2 separate regions of the Mus musculus genome follow, and region 1 is linked to region 2. A link is a contact called in public HiChIP or PLAC-seq data. All regions are on one chromosome and are shown on one strand. Each heading gives the region's core, a stretch centred on a gene start, on an enhancer-like site or on the middle of the called end of the contact. The rest is flanking DNA. Distances are from core to core; before and after follow the strand shown. Region 1 overlaps Iqgap2 (IQ motif containing GTPase activating protein 2). Region 2 holds the start of Iqgap2 (IQ motif containing GTPase activating protein 2).

What was found. HiChIP or PLAC-seq counts read pairs in DNA pulled down with a chosen protein or histone mark.
Region 1: a contact with region 2 is called in an H3K4me3 HiChIP or PLAC-seq map of bone marrow-derived macrophages, with 5 times the contacts expected there. The contact joins the enhancer-like site here to the promoter of Iqgap2 in region 2. A contact is called at or near these places in 17 of 39 promoter capture datasets (the 3T3-L1 cell line, 3T3-L1-derived adipocytes, the HPC-7 cell line and 11 more), 47 of 484 Hi-C or Micro-C datasets (the 3T3-L1 cell line, the AML12 cell line, CD4 T cells and 33 more), 33 of 115 datasets of contacts at active chromatin or transcription factors (the HPC-7 cell line, astrocytes, bone marrow-derived dendritic cells and 24 more) and 5 of 9 other capture datasets (adipose tissue, bone marrow-derived macrophages, embryonic stem cells and 2 more).

What each region holds. Positions count from the first base shown.
Region 1 is chr13:95,791,396-95,795,848 of GRCm38.p6, forward strand. The region is part of intron 2 of Iqgap2 (IQ motif containing GTPase activating protein 2); the gene reads right to left. Among named protein-coding and RNA genes, the nearest start is that of Gm32702, 30 kb to the left of the region's middle. Within about 2 kb of position 3,111, at least 22 of the 459 cell types and tissues checked have an H3K27ac peak or open chromatin away from gene starts, as enhancers often do. A contact at or near this core is called in DN3 thymocytes, bone marrow-derived macrophages, embryonic fibroblasts and 4 more, where this site is marked.
Region 2 is chr13:95,890,363-95,894,238 of GRCm38.p6, forward strand. It overlaps Iqgap2 (IQ motif containing GTPase activating protein 2), which reads right to left and starts at 1,560. Exons shown (of 36, transcript NM_027711.1): 1 at 1,302-1,560. The coding sequence starts at 1,347.

The DNA of each region.
Region 1 (4,453 bases), core at 1,861-4,360, 97 kb before region 2:
TCACTCAATTCCACTCAAGAATGGAATGCCCTGGTTAGAATGTTAAAGAATTTCTTTAACATAAGAATATTTCTCAGTTGATTCAACTAAGCCATGATATCATTTGTTCCTTGGACTTGTTCAACTCTGTGTTCTGATTTCTAACAAAGAAATGCTTTGTGGCTTCACATTAAAAATGAAGGGCGAAATCATGTCCCCCATCATGCCCAGACACGTAGCTCAACCAATCAACACCGCTTCTGATTATGTTTTCCCACAATCACAGAGTTGTAGTTTGTGCGTCATTGGGTTGGTATTAGCTGATTTTCAAATACAGAGTGTGCCTAGGGAGAAAACCAGCAACAGAAGCCTTCCCAAAGCTCCTAGTGAGTTGTTAAAACTTCCCTAAGGGGCTTTACACCAAATTGCCCAGCCACAGTTATCTCTGGAAGGTTAAGTGCAGTTAAGCAGGTCACAGCACATAGGCCATCGAGCACAGAGTGGAAGTCAGGATGCTGGGATCTAAGACCAAAAGGCTTTCTGAGTCCCTAGTTTTTCAAGGACAAAATAAGTCTCCTGGTCCCCAAAATGAATTAGAAGGTAGAATGTCCTGTGTGTTACTTGGAGTGAGCGACGCCAAGAGAGGCACATTCATCTGAAAGCTCATACCTCATATTGACAGACTCGTAAGGAGATTAGATCCTGTACACATTTCTACCTGAGCTTAAGGCAGAATGATTTTTTGTAGGTAGAAGGTCACAGGGCAAAAGGGCACTTGGGAGCTGTCTAATCCTATCTTTTTAAACAAACACACAGCCCCCAGGATGTGTGGGAAATTCCAATGCTTCCTCAGGACCCCTGTGGCTTTCCCCAGGTATCTCGATTTAACCCAATTCAAAGATTAGTTGTCAGGAGCTCTTCTTCACTGTTTTCTTATCAAAGCTCTTTAGAAGACTCTGCTCCAGAACGGAGCCTGACAACTCCCCATCCTATTCAGGACACAAGATTGGTTTCTCTACATAGCTGATGGGGCAGAAAAAGGTTAGAAACTCACCCCACTGACTACATTTGCATCATGGTACCTCCCCACCTCCTATGCTACCACGTGTCGGCCATTCAGCATCTGTAGACCAAAGCGAGGCGGCACACGCTGAAGGCACACACAATCCCTGTTTCAGCATGGGCAGAGGGAGCTCCAAGGAGCTGAGAACAGAACTTGGACCACAGACATCGATATGGAAGTGAGATGGAAAAGAAATGAAGAGATATGCTAATTATGGACCCTCCACCTTTGCCATAAGGGTATCAGTCATGAGAACAAATACCATGATGAGAAGACAGCGTTCGTGAGGTTGGCGACAGATGGATACAGAGAGACAAGATGAAGATGATAATTTCCAAACTACTCTGTTTCCCAGGTGTGTTGGTTGGAATATGCTTGGCCCAGATTGCCAGGCCTTGTTGGGATAGCTGTGGCCTTATTGGAGGAAGTGTGTCACTATGAGGATGGGTTTTGAGACCCTCCTCCTAATTGCCTGGAAGACAGTCTTCTCCTGGACTGCCTGCAGATCAAGATGTAGAACTCTCAACTCCTTCTCCAACACCGTGTCTTCCTGGATGTTGACATGCACCTATCTTGATGATAATGGACTGAACCTCTGAACCTGCAAGCCAGCCCCAGTTAAATGCTGTCCTTTATAGGAATTGTCTTGGTCATGGTGTTTCTTCATAACAATGGAAACTCTAACTAAGACACCAGGTAAACAGATTCATTGGTCAAGTAACTGAATCTTCTGAATTGGTTATTGAGTGCCTATCCACAGCACACAGAACATAAATTTACTTGACTATTAACCTTTTCACCCTACCCTGCAATTTCTGCTCCTTCAAGACACATAGGAATATATCTTTCGGTCAGTGTAAGAGTTTTATTTTTGCTACATTTTAAAAATTGATTCATTAAGAGGTAGGGAGATGGGTTAACAGTTAGGAGCACTTGCTGTTCTTCTAGAGGACCCTAATTTGGTTCCCAGCATCCATCCCAGACAGCTCACAACTGCCTGTAACTCTAGCTACAGGAATTCAGACACCTTCTTCTGGCTTCCACAGTCACCTGTGCACACACACACATGCGCACGTGCGCACACACACATGCACACGTGTACACACACACACACACACACACACACACACACACACACGCACACCTCACCTCATATGTGCCATGGGATACAGATAGAGGTCAGGGGACAACTTGGAGAAGGCAGTTCTCTCCTTTGACCTTGTGGGTTAAAAAGGTCAAACTCAGGCTGGCAGGCTGTGCAGGAGGCAGCTTTACCAGTGGTAAGCATTTGAGAACAAGTCCTATACAGCCACACCACAGATCCCTTTTCAGGGTTGAATGCTTCCTGCATCCAGGTTAGGTCATCTTTCGCTCTGTAAAATTGAGCGCACACACATTAAAGAAATTCAAGCATCTTGGACCTTCTTGAGTTAAAAGAGACTCAGATTTATAAGAATAATAAGCTACTGAATGTCCAAGGTCCTGCTCCATCCCAGTTACATGCGAGAAGGTTGCAGAAAGCAATGTGACCTAGCTTCCTTTCCTCCATTTGCTTGGATGATGAGTGGGGTTCCCTAGAGGAGGGCTCCTGCTTGCCTGTGGGAACCTGAGAACAAATCCACACTACCTCATTACCTGCATGGATGGTTCACTGTAAACACAGAAAGTTTTAGAAAGACTACGGACTTTAAGATTATTGATTCTTATCAGGGCATGAACAGAGACCTTATAAGAGAGAGCCTTCAAGTAACCTCCAACCAGCAACCTCTTTGGACTGCTAGAAATAGGAAGTTGTAGACCCATCTCAGACCTAAGGAATCGTACGTTCTGGGAATAGTCCACAGAAGCCTATGTTTTCCAGGGGATTTTTAAAGCAGCTAACATTTGAGACCAACGGAACTAGAACATTCCAAAATGCTACAGTGATGTGTGCTGATGGACCGACATGCCTGGTGCGCGCACACACACACACACATACACACGAGCACACAATGGATGCCAGCTCAGAATGCCTCTCTACAGGGGCTGCACAACTTCTACAAACCTTCAAACTTATCCAAGTTAGATCACTTCCTGGCAAGCAGTGACAGCAGACGCTGCCTAAAAATGAGTCATTTTCCAAAGTATGGAGGAGTTTTATGAAGACAGAATTTGTGACTCAGTTCTCTATTGTTTAAGTGGACAACGAGTTCTAGCCGTTACAAATTAGATTTTGCCTGCCTTTCACCAAACACAGACTCCGTAGCTGTAAATAAGGAGGAGGAAGATCAGAAACAGTGATGTGAATTGTGTTTTATGGGGAGCTGGCCTTGATCAATGGAAGTGCTATTACATGGTCACTAAGGTCCCAGACAGGAAATGTGTGACTTTCTTAGTAACGCTGACACAGTGAAAGGTGAGAAGAAAAGAAGACCTCATATTAGTTCTTCACAAACATTTTTGTTAGGAAATAAAAAATGCTCGTTCCCAGACAGCTGAGGTCAACGACAGAGCCACCAGTTTATGAACTGTGAGATTCAGCAGTTAAGACATCAGTTCCCTTCCAATTGACCCGTGGATTTAACCTGATAGCAGTCAAACTCTTAGTGGAATTCTTTAGAGGGTACAGAAGACATCATAGAAAGACAAACCAACAGAAAAGATTTTTTTTTAAGTTAATGAGCATATCACTTAATTTTACGACTTAGCATAGCATTGGTGAGAAACCCAGATCAACCAGAAGGGATAGAGTCCAGACACAGTCAACTGAGTTTTTGCAAAGATATTAAAACAACTCCGGGAAGAAAGGCCAGCCTTTCCAACCATGTGCTGGCACAGTTAAAAGTCCACGCGTGAAACCAACGAACCTCAGGTGCTGCCTTAAGTTATATCCAAAAAAATAACTCGCCAGCTGTGCGATAACTCGCCAGCTGTGACAGCGCACCCCTGTAATCCTAGTGCTTGGGAAGCTGAGGCAGGAGAATTAGGAGTTCAAGTCCAGCCAGGGCTACATAGCAAACCTCGGTCTCCAAAATAAAATCAAAATAAAGTAACTCAAGCTGGTATCAGAGTGAAGCATAAGGCTACCAAAGCTGTTAGAGATTGACATGGAATCTCCAGACCTCGGACCAGGCAAATAGATTTTAGATATGACAACAAAATCCAAGCCATAAAGGGGGGGGGGGAGATAGTTGACAAACTGGACTTCACCAAAAACTCAAGACATTTACTCCCAACAAAGGACCCATATTTAAAGATTTGGAGAACCACAAAGGTCAACAACAGAGAATCTAGGCTTTCTTTAAAAATGAGCAAAGTGTTTCAGACCCCTACAGGGCGTGCACATGGAAAGATCTGCCACAGAGGAAATGCACCAACAAGCTCTCCTGGCTGCAACCACACATCTGCCGGAACCACGCAGACAAACACACA
Region 2 (3,876 bases), core at 310-2,809:
CCAGCCCCAGGAGCTCTCTGAGTGGTTTATCCACTGCAAACTGGGCAGGCTGCAAGCAAAATGCTGGGTGGCTGAATGCATTTTCTCACTTTACAGAAACTGCAGCTGGCTCCTTGCTGTCACAAGGAAAAAACAAACCTCTCACCTCTGACAGTCCCTTCCAAGACTGGGATGTGTGTGTGTGTGTGTGTGTGTGTGTGTGTGTGTGTGTGTGTGTGTGTGTGTGTGTGTGTGTGTGTGAGAGAGAGAGAGAGAGAGAGAGAGAGAGAGAGAGAGAGAGAGAGAGAGAGACTGACTGACTGACTTAGGGAAGTTGGCGACCCTCTTCCAAAAATTTCATCCGTGCTCCTACCAAACACCACAAACCACATGAACACACTAACTCTGTTGCAGTTGTCACCACCTTAACCTAAACCTGGTACTGCGTCTAACAAGACCAGTCCAAGCAAAAGATTAACCCATGGTTCGTGGCCATGCGTTTGTCGACAGGGCCAACCCGGGAGAAGAAGCCAGCGTTCTGTTTGTTTTAAAGGAAATACTTCCTAGCGCATATTTAGGACTCTGAACTCTGCACAAGGGGCCACGTGGTTGGCGATAATCTGGCTCCCTCTTGTTAGTCAAAGCCACCTCTTTCCGCCGCCGGCAGCCCGGGGCTGGGTAACCGACACCGTCACTTTCAATCAGACCGGCTCAGAGTCTGTCCTTACAGAAATCCTCCCGCGCAGGAGATCGGGGGCGGGGAGAGCCACCGGGAAAGTGGCTGGGGGCGGTACGTGTCCCTGGAGGCCTTGGCTGGAAGGGCCTCACACCTGTGGGGCCTAAGTGGCTCTAGCTGCTCAGGTGAGGCCCAAAAGAGACTAGTAGGAGAAGCCTGCCCTTCCAGGAAAGTGCCTTCACCTCTCGCAGAGCGCGCGGGCACAGGAGCTGCGCTGCCCACCTGTAGCGACAGCAAACAAACTTTCCGCCCCTTTTGGGTGGGAAGCATCGGATCCCCTACGCCACCCTCTGGCTCGAGCCGGCAGCGCCCAAAGCAAGGCGGGCTCCTCACCTGATACCCCTAAACCACAACCTGATCTGCACCAGAGCTGCTGAGGCTTGCGAGGTGGAGGGACTTAGCTGGAAGCTGCAATTAGGAATTTGGAAGAAAGGGGCTTGGAAATCCGCGCCCTGCTCCTTTGCAATTCCAATTCTCAACTTTGCCAGCCGCTGCCCTCCGCAGCGCGCCCTCAAGCCCCTCGGCCTCCCCAACGCCGTCCCAGGGAGAGGGGCGCCCCGAGATCAACGGGAGCCCGAACACTCACAGCCGTAGCGGGGCCGTTGCAACGACGGCAGCTCTTCGTGCGGCATCCTGCGCTGCTCTGGGGGCCCTCCCGGGGAGCGCCCCCCGTGGTTTCCCTCGCTGGCCAGGCTCGCGGGCTCCGCGCCCGGCGGGCGCGCTCCGATCCCACCTCTGGGCTGCCCTCGCCCGGCTTCTCGGAGCTGACCGCTCCGCTCCCTCGGTGCTCCTTCACTCGCGCCTGCGGCGGCCGCGTCTCGCTGACACCGGGGCAAAAGTGAACTATCTCCTCCCTCGCTCGCTCGCTCGTTCGCCCGCCCGCCCGCCCGCCCGCCCGCGGGCCGTACCGCCTCCCCCAGCAGGTTTCCTTTCTCCTCCCGCCCGGCCCCGTTATTCACCGCGGTGGGAGCGCGCCGCCGTGCAGCGACCCCTACTGGCCGCACAGCGCAGCGCCCGGTTGCGAGGACCCGCCTCCCGCGAGAGGAAGGGGCTGAGAGGCACCCTGGACCCCTGCAGCTGGAGCCCAGCGCACAGATGGAGGGCGACTTGGAGCATCCGGAGGGTGGAAGTGAACCAGCGCAGGGAAGAGCAAGAAAAACCACAGCAGACCACAGGCACCCAGTTCGCCTGGGTGTTGCTCAGTGACTGAGAGACAAACATTGCAGTTCCTTTTCCTCTAGAGAGATTGCACGGGGACAACCCTCACACACTCACCTCCCCACCCCACCCCCGAGCCCCGCGAGCGCCTGCTTCTCGCATTTAGGGGTATAAACGAAAGTTGTTTATGACTTTTGGCTTACGAGACACAGGATTCCCCTTTCTTGACAAGAAACGGTAAGGGTGAGCTCGTGCGCGGGCTGCAGGAGCAAGATTAACAGCCTCCAAACAACACTCAGAACACAACTGCCAGTCATCCGCCCACCCCTCTGCCAGCCCGCCCCCAATGTGCAAAACTGTCGCTCAGGCCCAGCCGGGGTCGCACAACCACAAACCCCTTTCCGGCTCAGCTTTTGAGACAGAAACCACAAGTAGCTGTTTTAAAAGCACGGTTTTCATGCGGTTGCTTGGAGCCTGGAGGAATGTGGGAGCCCCCCCCCCCCAAACATGGGCCACTGCTTTTTCACAAACGTGGGGCATGTGGGTGATCACATGACTGAAAAAAAATCATCAAAAGAGAGGGTCATAAGAGATGATTTAGCCGAAGAAAGGTGGTCTAGCGACACTAGTCACCTTTAATTAAGCAAATCTACAGAGAGCAGCCAGCTGCTTTCTGGGAGACACAATGAACTCTTGAAACTTGAAATTCAGACTCTTGGACCCCGCCCCGCCTCCAGTTCCGTTGGTCTGAGTTGAGGCTCATGAACTTGCGTTTCTCACAAGTGGTCAGTGAAGCTGAAGTTGTGCCAGCCTATGAGTTAGGTGCACAGGAAGAGGGAAGTCTCATCAGATGAGAGCGAGAGGATTCCCCACCCCCACCCCTAGAGACATTGGATTCTCACCCTGTTGGAATGGGATGAAAGGGATTTTCCTCCCCACAAAAGTAGATGCTTCTAATGCTATGGCCACAGGTCAGCAATACTCATCCTGTGACCAGCCTGTCAGCCAGGCTTCTTCCATGTCTCAGAGACGCCATGTTGGACTCTAAAACGCACTGCGTATTCTGTGCATCAAAGATGAACTCCTCACACATCAGTTCTCAGGATGAACACCAGGATGCAGGGCCTCAAGAAGTAGATGGTCTATGTGAGGAGAGGTGGGAGGAAATCGCTGTAAACCACAATGGCCTGAGAAGGTGGTATGATTTCAAAGTGTGGTGTCAGGTGGAGTTTGAAAATAGGCAAGAGTTGGGTGGAGAACATCCTATCCTAAGAGACAGGCAAGGATGGGAGCCATGAGCTGGAACCTGAGCTTGGGCTGGGAACCTATTACTAAGCAGCAGAGCACTTTCTGAATGTCAGACCAAGTGGTCGATTATGACAATTAAGGGACATTTGAGAGCCCTTAAAGGCGTTCTAGGGTGGTTTTGTTGTTTGTTTATTTTTGAGACAGGATCTTGCCCTACTTGTGACCCCACAGCCTCAATCTCCCAGGAGCTGGGCTTGCATATGAGGGCTACAACAACCACCCATGACTTCTTGGTTTTGAGCATAAGAATCGCAGAATGTTCTGGACTTGAGAAAAGGTGAGTTCTGGCCAGATTACAAAATGTATTAGAGCAAACAAGGTGGAGATGCTGATGTTGGATGGAAGGGGCTATAGAAGACGTTAGGAAAGAAGAGCTTCTATGAAGTTGACCTCAGGAAGCATGATGCTTTCTTGCAGACAGGCTGAAGGTCCTTCAATGCTAACAAGTCATAGGTGGGCTGGATAGAGTGAAATCTATCCTCTATGTTTGCATAAACACAAAGATGTAAGTGGGAAGATTGTAGTTCTAAGTTTGCTGGCTTCTGAGCGCTCTAGAGGATCTGGGGCTCTGTGACAGCTGATGTCACTGTGAGAAATTAATGCTAAGACACAATCTAAGGCAGTGTTTTTCTTTTCTTTTTTTTCTTCCTTTCTTTCTCTCTCTCTTTCTTTTTTTTAAAAGATTTATTTATTCT